Regions from separate parts of the Aedes aegypti genome. Here region 2 is linked to region 1. Evidence: chromatin contacts called from public Hi-C data. All regions are on one chromosome and are shown on one strand. The core of a region is the stretch at or near the end of the contact, and the rest is flanking DNA. Distances in the headings are between cores, read along the strand shown. Region 1 holds the start of LOC5574404 (14-3-3 protein epsilon). Region 2 overlaps LOC5574404 (14-3-3 protein epsilon).

Region 1 (6,535 bases), core at 3,960-6,459:
CTGACTTGAAACTATTTGAATAAGTTTTCGAGATATAGCTAAAATCGTTTCTGTCACAAAAATGACAACTTTGACCGAGAAAGCTCTCTGCTCTGCTAATCAGTAATAAAGACGCTCGTAGAACAACACTAGACAGAAAAGTAGTGTAGACGTGATTTCAAAAAGAAAAAGATACCGTGAACAGTGGTGTACATCAGTTGTAACATAAAGCTGACTTTCACCGCTTTATCAAAAACTATGCGAACAATACCTATTTCTGAACGCGTTTAATGTACAGAAATTGTGTCATAATTCAATACTGTTCCTTCAAAAGGGCTTATCGGACTTCATCGAACTTCTCTTTCGCTGATAACTTTGCAAAATAAAAACGTCCGCAATGTTTCTAGCATACGATCCACAAAACTAAAAAATGTCCATGTTGCTAACCCATATTAGCCTTCTGAAATCGGCTTCTGTAGATTCTTCAATGCTTCATGAGGGAAAGTTATTGAAATTCGTTAATGTATTTGCCTGAGTGTAGAACTGTTCCTGAGCTTTTCATTGACACACTTCATTTCGGTTACAGTAGCTAATTTTTGTTGTATTTTCTAATTTTTATTGTATTTTTTTACTTTTGGTAGATCTACACTTCATCAATGCGTAGATTTTTTTCTGTATGGATTGTGATTTAGAGTCCCGCCAGTGCAGGAGTTTGCCATGTCTTACGGATATTAAGGATTGTCCAGCTATGATACGTACCTACCCCTTGGAGAAATCTGAGAAGACATTTCTAAAGAATCTGTGCAATAGTTGTGTGAGTGTTTCTTGAAGTTTTTTTTTTTCCTGGAGATTTAGCATCATAGCATCATTACAGACAGAAGAATGAAAAAGTGACACTAGAGACCTTCCATTGAAAATACATACATGCTAGACTTGCTTTGAAATACCGTGCAACCCCGCTAATTTGAACGGTACCTTATGCAAACCATCATGGTTCGTTTTTAATTTGAACATCTAATCACCCTAGCAACGTGGTTCTGGTTACCTCTTTCACTGTTTTGTTTTGATTCTGCGCTCCGTTCCATAGCTTTCCATTTCACTTTACTCTGTTCCATGAGCTAAATGACGTTTGAACCCTTTTTTAATCTGAACGATGTGCAAATTAGCGGGGTACAAATCAAAGTGTTCAGCCAAGTACGGACCTGAAACGTAAATCACTCAAGTAAAATTTCTCCTTTTTACCAAAGTAATTTTGACAGCTGATTCAGTTTGAGCGAAATGTCACTTTTACTTGCGGAATAATTGAGCGCCACATTTTTCCGTTCGGAAAAGTGACAGCTCCCTTTGATTTGTATGGCAGGCGTTACCGACGTTATGAAATCAGCTCTACTTCTCAGCTGCGTACAGCTAAAGTAATTTCGGTAGCGGAATCATTCCTTGACCGTTTCTTGTCCTATCCTTTTGCACAGTACTTATGATCAGCGTACCGGCCATTCAGATTAAATGTGGTCAAACCAACGGGGGTACCTGGTAGGCCTTTTCTTGTGACAGATTCGTGTTTGCATTTGTTTGCTTCGAGATCAGCTTATTTGAAACGTCATGTAAAAAGGCCTATAGAAACTAGTGATCCTTTATAAGAGATTCGCGGAAGCTGACGAATGAGCAAGAAAGAGTCATTGGCATCCCACCATGCTAAGGCCAATGATAGCGAAATGTTTCGTTTTTTTTATGGAGCGATCCGACAAACCGTAATTAGTTTTAAACAGAGGGGCAGTGAAAAATTTGGAAAGAAGCGGACATTAAAGATAAGCTTTATGATTATGTTGGCAGTGTTTACATAATTTCTGGGTGTTGGGAGATACTATCGAATGGTATAAAAATCAGATTCGTTTACAATTTGATCATTGGCGCTTTAAAATTGTTACGCGAGATTTGTGAGAGATATTGCCTACACGCAGCGAACTGGACTATCGAAATTCATACTTTTTGCCTTATGAAAGATGGAACGATTATCGCAATACGAACGCTTTATGTATCGTTTTAGCATCATTCCACTCCAAGGCGTCGATAGGCGCGGGGTGTACGTACGAGTCTATCGATCGCAAGGTCCTTGATTCGATTCCAGGTTGCCGCGAAAACTATTTTTGTTTTCAAATTTCGGTTTCATAAGGCAAATTTATGAATTTCCACCCGATTCCTTGTGGCGAATTTTCATAAGGGGTTCCTATGTTTATCGATAGTCCATTTGCCTGAGTGTAAAACCAAATACAGATGATGTTCCACATTGATTCGCCCGTCAGCTGTGCGAATCCGAATCTCTTGATTTCCAACATGTTTAAAGATTCAGAAACAGTATGAAGTATCTACTGATATGAATTTTATGATTTGATTCTGCACATAGGTCTTTCTACTATAAGCGTATGTAGCGATTATGATAGTTTAGTCGCTTTGCAAACGTAGGGTTTGTATACAGTGGGGTGTAAACACTGAGTAAAGAGCGCACAGGACATAATTCTGGAAAACTTATTCAAAAAGCCGTAAGTCAGAAGAGTGAATAAAATTAGTTTGTCAATCCTACGTGAAACAGGGTCTTATAATATTTAATGAAATCTTGTTTTTATTTAATAACACGAAAGACCATGCTACTGCAACTACTTAAGCATTTTTTCCGGCTCAAATAACGGCTATATAAAATTTAAACTTTTATTTAAAAATTGAGTTCATAAATGAACCTTGACACTTTTGATCATGTTTGACGTTCGCTTAGTCGACAAAAACACCACAGGGGTTTGAGTTTTAACACTGGGGTTGTTCCTATCTGACATTTCCAGGCCCTAGACACCCATATATCGATACACAGTGCTCTTCGTAGCCAGGATGTCCCGGGCAATAATTGAATATCGCCCACTGTCAGTTGTGACAACTGTGAAAATAAAGACCATTGCTTTGTTTAATTGTTTGTTATGGTTTGGTTATCAATCTTTGCTATCGTTGAATCAGCTAATATAATGTGCCGAATAGTTGAAGCACATTCAATATTTCAATGGTTTTGGAAATAGAGCAAACATTTATAGGCATCTTGCATGCCTCCAAGCCAATCAGTTATTTTATTGCGACGCTTGTTCGATTACGGACGGATCATAAACATTAAACAAAACTTCGCATTATGATTGCACTCTCGATTCAATTTACCCGAAAATGGGGTAAACACATCGAGACGTTGACTACGCTAGAAGTCGTCCCTTGCCATGGGCCTGGACATTTCGGCAGACACGGAAAACAAAATACACCCAAAATTTGTGCTTTTGGCCTAAACTGAAGCGGTTGGCACTAAAATTGGGACAGGGTTTAAGACCCTACTATACAAGTTCCACTCTAAACAAACTTGATTTTTCACTTTTAGAACGTTTAATTTTCTGATTTACAAAACGACGTAATTCAGATTTTCAACTTTCGCAACCTATCCGCTACTTTCACCGCTCCGTTGTATGGAGAGATAAAGTGACTTAACCACGAATCAAAACAAAACACTACTTGAGTCGATTTTACACTGGTAGAAAAACGTCGCAAGTAACTGAATAAAACGGCTTATTATTTTGTCATAAAACTCTCGTGTGAAATAATAGGAACTCCATAGTTTTTGAACGCGAATATTACAAAGGTGATTCATTTTAAAACAGTTTTAGAAGACAGGTTGTTATTCTTCTGAATTAATTTTCTCAAAACCGTATGAAAGTTACTTACGTCGATTTGAAAAAGTAACCGAGATTTGTTTATTTTTGTACAGACGTCAGATTGAAAAATAATGCAGGGTTTTCAAGATTTACTTAAATTTGAATATTTGGGCTCAACTACGGAATTGCGTTGAAACAACCCAACATTCAGTTGAATCCCATCTCCATAGACATTCTATTCCCCCCGAACACCTGTTTCTAATTGAAATCTCGAAAATAAACGACTCCCGCAAATTCCAAATTTTTGGCAGCCCTGCACATCAAACGCACACGACTTCCAGCCAACCACACCAACACACCCCCACATAAAATCGTACCGCTTTCACCAACACACCCATGCATCCAATGATTCGTCTGTATTGGTGCAAGACTTCAGCTTTTTTTCTCACTTCCAGCCAAACCACTACTTCCAAGAACCGTCAACTTTTTTCCGCCTGCCATCATCCCAAAAAAAAATTGCCGATCCGGATCCGGACAACCCTAGAATCCACAAAAGCTGATCCACATTGGCAGTGAACCTGTCCGGATTAGCCCTCCCACATCTATCACCTAGGCTACATTCCGCAGTTTCGATCGGGAATCACTTCCAAGACTCGGGAAGGGAAAAATGGAAATGATGACCGCAAAGAAAAAGAAGAAAGCTCCACTCTCCTCATGGATTTTTGACTGACATCACGCACGGATGTGGAAAATAAAATCGGAATTGGGGAAGAAAAAATAGGTTCCACTTACCGTCGTATCGCTCGGCCTGTTCGGCCAGCTTGGCCTTGTAGATGTTGTTCTCGCGTTCCGACATATTGGATGAAGAATCTGTTTCGGAAATCTCCGGTCGCTAAGGGAAAAAAATCGAAATCCGCTCTAGGACTACTTTTGACACGAAACGCCACTCGCGGCAACACTCACTCAATTCCGATTCACTTTTCACCGTGCAAAGGGGGAGAAATGAAAGAAAAAACGGCCGACTAATCCACACCAAAATCAGGTCGGACACGATTTTCGGGACAAGGCTTCCGGCTTTTCCTTTATGCTGCCCGTTCGAAACTATACTCTTTCTTCTGCACTTCGCAACCAGCGAATATTGGGTTTCTTCTTTTCTCCGCGTTCAGCGCAAAATTGCCAACTTTCTCTCTCTCTCTCACACGGATTTCTCCGCTCTTCTTTTCCCTTTCTCTCGCTCTCTCGGGTGGAAACGCCGAAAAAACCGAACGCGGCGCGGCGGAGGTAGAAAACTGAAAAACGGAACTTCTAACTCGCGAGGCGCACCCCTGGAACACTTTCCGGGGAGGGATCAAAGATCAATCTTCTAGTTCGCCAAAAAAGGACACTCGGCGCTAATTCCGAGACAAACGGGAAACAGGCTTCTTTACAAGCAGTATGGAACTCTGCTGCACTGCAAAAAAAGGAACTCTGGATGGAGACACTTCCTGCTGCTTGCTGCTGGGCGAGAATAACAACCGCTTGGTGCAAGGAGAAAAACCACTCTGAACGAAGCGAGATTAATCAATATGGCCGCGCCGCGCCCGACCGTGTTCTCTTTTTACCGGTACTGGAATGTGAGTGAACCGGTTCAAGGGCACTCAATTCCAGTGACGACACCGCAGCGTCAAACGTTGTTGCCAAACATTTGAGTTTTCGAAAGTTTTCATCACGGAGACGGAATGCAAATCAATTTTTACTTATTATGTATCCGGTAGAAATCAAGACCAACATTTATTTATAACTAGTGGTCCCGGCAAACTTCGTCTTGCCATCAAGTAGGCTGCTGAGAAACGTCATGGAACGCCCCATACAAAACTGGCAGCTCCATTCACTCCCGATTTTGCTAACTTTCCCGATGTACACCCTGAGTTTTTATACACACAAACACGTCGGAACACTTCAGCATCATATCTCAATGAAAAATTTCAAAATCCGATGGTCCGTTCTCAAGCCATTTCGTGACATACAAACACCATTCCATTTTTATTTAGATAGATAGATTATTGTTTTCTCGGGCCCCGTGCGTCGCAGCTAATATGTGAATAGTGCGCTGTGTTCATAAAAATCGTAAAGGCCCAAACGCAATGATAGCGGAACGGCAACGGAAAGCGGAACCGGTTCGCCAGCATGAATCACACCACCTCGACTGAGCTGTCAACGAATGACAGTGAACCAACACCAAGTCGACTAGCATGTTGTAGTTCATGCTGGCGAACCGGTTCCGCTTTCCGTTGCCGTTCCGCTATCATTGCGTTTGGGCCTTAAGAATGCAGCGCCGCACTAAAAAACTGATTTCAAAATGCGGCGAGTTGAGGCGCGTCGCGAGTCTCACTGGCGCGATCCGGCTTGGTGGCAGTGCGACAATATTTCCTAGGTCCCCACCGTCCCCACAAGATACCCGCATAAACGAGAACTTAAGGGCTCATTCATAAATTTCATAAAGCTAAAGGGGGCGGGTGGGTATCCTCGTGATGTTACGGCTCATACAAAGTTTGTAAACTAGTCATACTAAAATCGTTACAAGGCGGTGGGTGGGTGTCGAAAATGGTAACTTTTGGCGTTATGAAATTTGTGAATAAAGGGCCCATTCACAAATTTCATAACGCTGAAGGGAGTGGGTGGATGCCTTACAAGTGTTACAGCTCATACACAATTTGTAAATTATTCATATTGCGGCGCTTATATTAAATCCACATCCAGCGGCGGCGGTAAAGCGCAGAAGATATGCGCGCAATTCAAACGCAACGTCAAAATTCAAGTAGGCTTGGATTTTTTCGTCCTTCAAGGACTCAAATGTTTCAAATTTGCTAAATCTGAAACATTTGGTGATTTCCATTATCACC
Region 2 (6,645 bases), core at 2,657-5,156, 36 kb before region 1:
AACTTTGAAAAATGCGTAGTTTAGTGAGTGAAGAAACTCGCTATCTCTTTCCGTTGGGGAGTTATTATTGTTTTTCTCTCAAAAACATGCCTATTTCGATTGTGAATATTTCTGATTGGGGCAAACATAAAAAATATCTTTTGAAGGCATTTAAAAGACAAAATAAAATTGTAAATTATATAAAAAAAATTACAGATGTGTTATTTTTGTAACTCTAATAAAACACCTTGAAAATCAAATATTTTGAACTAAAATAGATATCAACAATATTTTTGCATGAAAATTTGCGTTTTGTTAAGTTCTAAAAGTCGTTCATAGACGACTTTGACGAGAAACTAATATTAAAAACACTAGAAGTGAAAAACTGATTTTTGTTGGACCACCCTTTGATGATTAGGAAAAAATGCTCTAGATTGGTCAAATTTTGAGCTACAGAAAAACTTTTTTTGGCAAAGTTGGTCAAAATTACAAGTTCCACCGCTTTGCCCAAGAGTATATACCAGTATTTTTGCAAATAAAAAAGTTGATTATTTGATTTGTGTGAAATTGTGGACCACCCTAGTTTTGAATGACTCAGTATGAAAGCCTACATTTTTATAAACAATTTTGTAGAAGATCATTTTTGTCTAAAATTTTATTTTCATGCTCAAAATGCAAAATAATAAAGAAATACATACTATGAAAATCTTCAAAATAGTTTTAAAGCCCTATCTTTCTTATTTTAGATTTCTCGTCAAAGCGGTCTATGAACGACTTTTAGAACTTAACAAAACGCAAATTTTCATGCAAAAAGATTGATGATATCTTTTTTAGTTCAAAAGTTATTAAAGTTTTTCTGCTTAAAATCATTTGTTTTTAAGGGCATTTTATTAGAGTTACAAAAATAACACATTTGTAATTTTTTGATATAATATACAATTTTATTTTGTCTGTTGAATGCCGTCAAAAGATATTTTTTATGTTTGCCCCAATCAAAAATATTCACAATCAAAGTAGGCATGTTTTTGAGAGAAAAACAACAATAACTCCCAAACGGAAAGAGATAACGAGTTTCTTCACTCACCAAACTACGCATTTTTCAAAGTTCTAAAAGTGTTTCATAGACTACTTTGATGAGAAATTTGAATTGAAAACTCTAGAGCCAGAAAACCAATTTTGTTCGGACCACCCTATGTCACCGTAGTAAAATAGCTCTAAATCGGTCAATTTAAGAGAAATAAAAAAAACTTTTTTTGGCAAAGTTGCTTGAAATTGAATGGTCTACAACTTTGCTGAAGCATGTATAGTATAATTTCTACAAATAAGAAAGTTAGTTACACAATTTCTATGAAAATGTGGTCCACCCTAATTTTCAATAACACCAAACAAAGGACCTAACTAATACAAACAACTTTGTAGAAAACCGTTTTTGTCTAATGTTTCATTCTAAAGCTCAAAATTCATCTTTCCGCGTAAAACTGATTCCTGGGCCACTGTGCACTGTGCACTGGCAGCAGTATAGGTATCTTTGATGATTGGTAGATTAATATCTGTGGGAAATTCCTGGAGCAACTTCATAAACGAATTGATTGAGATTTGTTCGAGGAATTTCTGTAGGAATTCCCGGAAAATCTTTTGCATAAAGGAGTCGGCTAAAAGTTTCCTGAAAGATTTCTCAAAACATTTTCCAGAGGAATTTCTGGATTCTTGAGCAACTTAGGAGTGAATCCGAGAGATATTTTGGAAGACATTCCTGTGAAAATAACTTGAACAAATGCAGAATATTTACATAGGACTTTTTGCAGGAATTCTCGTAGGATTGCTTGGAGATTTTCCTGGAAGAATTCCTGTTGATATCGACTGTAGAAATCGCAGAAAGAATCTTTTTAGAAAATCCTTGGGCTCTTAGTAATTCTCACATTCATTCCCAAAAGTAGAACAAAAATCAATATTAACATCGCACTGCTGAAGGATTTCCACTGAGCTGAGCATTCCTTGAGAAATCACTAGAGGAATTTGTGTACGAATCACCAGAAAACGTGTTGGAGGATTTCCAGAAGGATCCGGAGGAATCTTGGAGATCCTATTCATGGAATCTGTGGAAGGGTCGCGTATGAAGTTTTGAATCCTCAAGAATTTACACCAGGAATCTTCCAAAAACTCACTCAAAATTTGTAGTAGAAATTCAAATTTGGTTACTCTAGATATTTTGCCGTTATCCATGAAATTTTCAAAGATCCCACGCAACAATTTTAGTAGGAATTTCTACAGTAGTCTCGGAAGGTTTTCTTGACGCAAAGCCTGAGGGATCTTTTGAAAATGATTATGAAAAAAAAAAAACTTTGCTGATAGTCTAAGAGAATTCTTCGAACAATATCTGGAGGTATGATCTATCGATTCAGCAGCCTTATTCCAATTGAGAGAACCAAACCAAAACTTGTTCGGCTGAGCAGTCAGTTGTATTGTCTGTAGCCGCGGACGCTACTACAAGACTAAGAAATACCCTATTGCTTTAGATCACCTAAAAGAATTACTAACAAGCAATTCTGGGGCTATCTTGTCGACTCAAGGAGGCCTACTTTTGCCAAAAAAGAAAACAAATGGATTTAAATGTTTTGTCTTAAGTTGAACAAGCTATAACGCTTGTGAACTATCAATCATATCGCCACCTTGGCAGTCAACGTTCTGTTCCACTAATGCTTGGTCGTACCGATTTCATAGAGACGTCGTTTGTTGATGGCTAACCGAAATACTCCTATTGATGACGCCCACTCAAGTGCAGCAAATTTCTAATACGGATGACGGCTTTTTTGCTAGACGTTAGCGCGCATATGTTTGCCGTTTAGAGTGCAACGGAGCAAAGCAATTATCGGTGCGGTCCTGGCGTCGCTAGGTCTTTCCCACTCCTGCTTCTCACACAACGAGAAACTTCGGTTCTCTATTGTTTGGCAGAGGAGAGCTGCTGGCGCGGTTCCTGTTTCTTCAATGGAGCGGAAAATTAAGTGCAGAAAACGTGGAAGGCGCAGTCTGCGATAGCGGTGTCTGTGCCCAAAACTCTCGTTGGCAAATGCTAGGAATTCAAGGTATTCAACCCCATCTAAGCAGAACGTATGTGCCGTCAAAATGACGTTTTCAATGGAACAAGTAATTCCAGTTCGCGATTGTTTCTGGTTGATGAACCGAGACATATAGGAACGGGGTATTGTAATGCGAATGCAAACAACAGGTGCATCCGTTGCGTCGTCTACATACTAGTATAACATCCATCATCATCGTCAGCTGGATCAGATAACCTTGACGGCGACCTTGAACTCGCTTCCTGCACCGCCACGACCGCTCCATTAATTGAAGACTTCGTCGTCGTCGTCGGCCTGCACTTTTATTGTGCGAACAGATTGCAGATGAAATTGCTATGATAGGAAGGTGTGCGGGTATCATCAACTGGAAGCGCCAAGCCACTGAACCGTACGTACTGCTGCTGCTTGCCTGCCGTTGAACTGGTTTGTCGGGGGGTTCAAGTTGCGAATCAAGTTTTTGCTTAAGCGCATCATCATCATCATCGGCACTGACCGCTTACACTCTCGGGACGGTTCGATTTTATTGCCTTCGATGCCGATGGACGATGTGTGGGGAGCGGAAGAAACCGGTGTAGAGGTACAGATCTATTCCACTAGGTGGGTACCGCTTTGTTTCGTCACCTTCCTCTCTATGATGGAGAGAGATTGCAGGCTGGAGACTTGACGAACAACGGTTCGGTTTGAATGGCCCACTCAAATTACTTGGGAACCCGATACCGCCCGCTCCCAGCCTGGGTGTGTTTGTGTGACGTTTTCGAGTGATTTTTTGTTGTCAGGTGTGTAGTGGTATCGAGTTGACGTATTGCCGGGAGTTCGAATCTACACATACTAATTAAACGGGGGTACGTACTAACACAGCGATTGGAGTCTGGCTGACATGCGATGGAGCTTTCCGAGTGGGTGGTGGTAACGGAGAATGAGAATACCTTACGCGAAGGACAGTCTTCTTGGGAAGGTTTGACTAACTTTTTTGAGGATTAACGTATCCCGTCAGACAAAGTTTGTGTGATGTAAATTAAAATCACATTAATTCGAGGGGCCGTTCCGAGATCAATGAATTAATTTTATTGTTTGTAAGCGATGATGGCAACACGGTTGTCTTTGCAGATTTAGCAGCGCTTCTGCGGAGGCGATATAGCGGCAGCCGGTAAAACTCACCAATACAGCAGTCGGTTATATTACGACGCTTCAGAACAGTTTTTCGCGCTCACGACAGACACCAAGAAAGGACGGAACTAGCGATAGCCAGGCAAGGCAATGCCATTGCTGCGTCGCATGTTCGATAAGGGGAGCACAATACCAATACATCCTCAACAGTTCCTGAACGTTGACGTAGAAAAACGTGAAACGAGATTTTATGCAAATTGCCAACATTTTTAGGATTCAGAATTCCAAAAGTTTCCGCTAGTTGCACAGTGCGAAGCGGTGGTTAAAGCTTCCGTAGTTAGCTCGAATCGACTTTCTTGAGAACCAGAAAGTTCGTTGACTGACCGATGGTGAGGCAGTATGTAATGAATGAGTTCATCATTCCACAAGAACGTGCAGATGACAGCATCGCTGTCTCCAATTGCCCGTATTGGGATGTTCATCTTCAAATCATTACATAATCGCGGCAACAACTTAGCGGATGACTGAGTGCGCTGCTGTAATCACACATCGCCAGACGAGCCAAGGATGATGAATGGGCGATGAGTAGTCGACAGTGGGTGGACCCCTCGTCAGGCTTGACCTCTTCAATCATGTGACTAAGCAGCGAACGAACGACTAAAGTAAAATGCGAGTGCAAATCTCGTCCGATCATAAGAACGCGCACTCTGGCGTAGGCTTACAAAAAGCCATAAAAATTCCAGAGCAGATTGTCACGCTCCAAAGGGCCTCACTGACCTTCCCCGCCTCCATCCGTCGCGGTAAGCTTTCAACAAAGCTCCGCATCATGGGGATTGCGCTCAATGAGATCATGTGTATCACACCGCAGGCAAGGCGCACAGCAGCGTATTATCGAGACCACGCGTGTTCGGTTTGTGATTTTTTCTCACAAATATTTACACTTACGTTAGCCGATGCAAATAGATTAGGGGCGCAGAGAATGCCGCTTTTTTGTCAATTTTCAATTGCGAAACGTTGTATAATGCTCTCGGAGCCGGATCGGGCGCGCTTCTGCCTACATTCAGCGGATGATCCGCGGCTTAATGCGGTGAACTCGAGTAAACGTAGGAATAGACATGGAGGATAAGAAATACATGAATGATTCAACGCTTTCCAGGAACTCGACGATTTTTTGCTATTACAGCGGTGCAAAGCTGAGTGATGCTTTTCTGTTCTCATCTTGTTATGCATCTCAGTTTATCTACACTGGGATAGAACATGTTCTACATTTCAACTAGGAACCCACAATTGGCACGTCTGCTTGTCTGTGCTGAGATTATTCTGTACGTAGGAGACGTCTCCATTCGGACTTGGTCCATGTTTGCCCGCTGCCATAGATTCAGCAAAGGGTCTTTATCATGCTAGGCTACGCACTACGTGCCCCTTGTGTCGATCAGATTGTTTTTGAGAACCATTTTCAACGGGTTGTTTTCCAACATTCTGTTGACATTCTTCGACTACTTCGAATTCATGAGGGCTTGGCATGTTTTCTCTTAAATCCTTGGCTATCATGTCTTAGACACCTCAGCCCTCAATCGGATGAACGTTTTCGTAGCTGAATGGATTTCCTGAAGATCATGCCACTCGTTTCTATCTTCTTATCACACTTTCTAAAGCAATGTCGAACAAACAAAGCTTGTCGTACCTCGTTACGAAATTCGCTCGTCCATGATGTATTCTTCTCATAGGGGTGATCGGGGCAATATGGGCCGCCTAAAAAAAACGTCATGGAATGCATAGAAAAACAGCAAAAAATATGGTTTAAATGCAAATGACTTGTACTATAAAATGTTATCTCCCATGTTACGTCGATAAATAATGTTAACATCAACTTGCAAATTATTTCAGGAACTTTTTGGAAAACCATGTTTTTCTACGTCGTCACCAACTATATGGGGCATTATGAGCCACCCTACGGGACAGTATGAGTCACCTCATTCAATCGAATGACTTTTATTTAAAACAGTATAGAGAAGAGTTAGTGGTGAAGAGTACATTATTGGAAAGGAAATTGTATTAGCTTTACTTGAAATTATTGATTCTAGCGGCTTATTTTTTAAAGATACATAATACATAGTAAACAGACCATGTTGTACTAGTACTAAATTGCGCTACTTGGTTCAACGTATTTTCTAGCAAAGTGTTCCACTTGTAATGGTGCATAAAGATGACTATTAGACAGGCAATTAAACAAAAAAGTTGTAAAACTTAACGGGGCACCCCCTAGATATGAGCCTTAGGGTAAGGAAAATGCTCTCTCAAAATTTCAACTCAATTGGTTGCTCCACCAGCTGGCGCAATCGATATGAAGTTTGTATGGGATATTCGTTTCAAATATATTGAAAATTAATCCTATGTCACTGTTTCGTTCCGTATACTAATTGTTCGCGTCCAAATAAGCCCAGAATGACAAATACACTAGTTGATACCCTAATGAACATAA

Evidence for each region. Hi-C and Micro-C count contacts between places; a contact is called where the count stands out from the background.
Region 2: a Hi-C map of whole pupa shows a contact between it and region 1, with 4 times the contacts expected there. The contact joins the enhancer-like site here to the promoter of LOC5574404 in region 1. A contact is called at or near these places in 2 of 2 Hi-C or Micro-C datasets (whole body and whole pupa).

The regions. Positions count from the first base shown.
Region 1 is chr3:37,914,507-37,921,041 of AaegL5.0, reverse strand. LOC5574404 (14-3-3 protein epsilon) reads right to left here and starts at 5,209. Exons shown (of 6, transcript XM_001655061.2): 1 at 4,617-5,209; 2 at 4,446-4,545. The coding sequence starts at 4,509.
Region 2 is chr3:37,948,907-37,955,551 of AaegL5.0, reverse strand. All of the region lies in intron 2 of LOC5574404 (14-3-3 protein epsilon), which reads right to left. Among protein-coding and RNA genes, the nearest start is that of LOC5574405, 36 kb to the left of the region's middle. Within about 2 kb of position 3,906, at least 3 of the 3 cell types and tissues checked have open chromatin away from gene starts, as enhancers often do.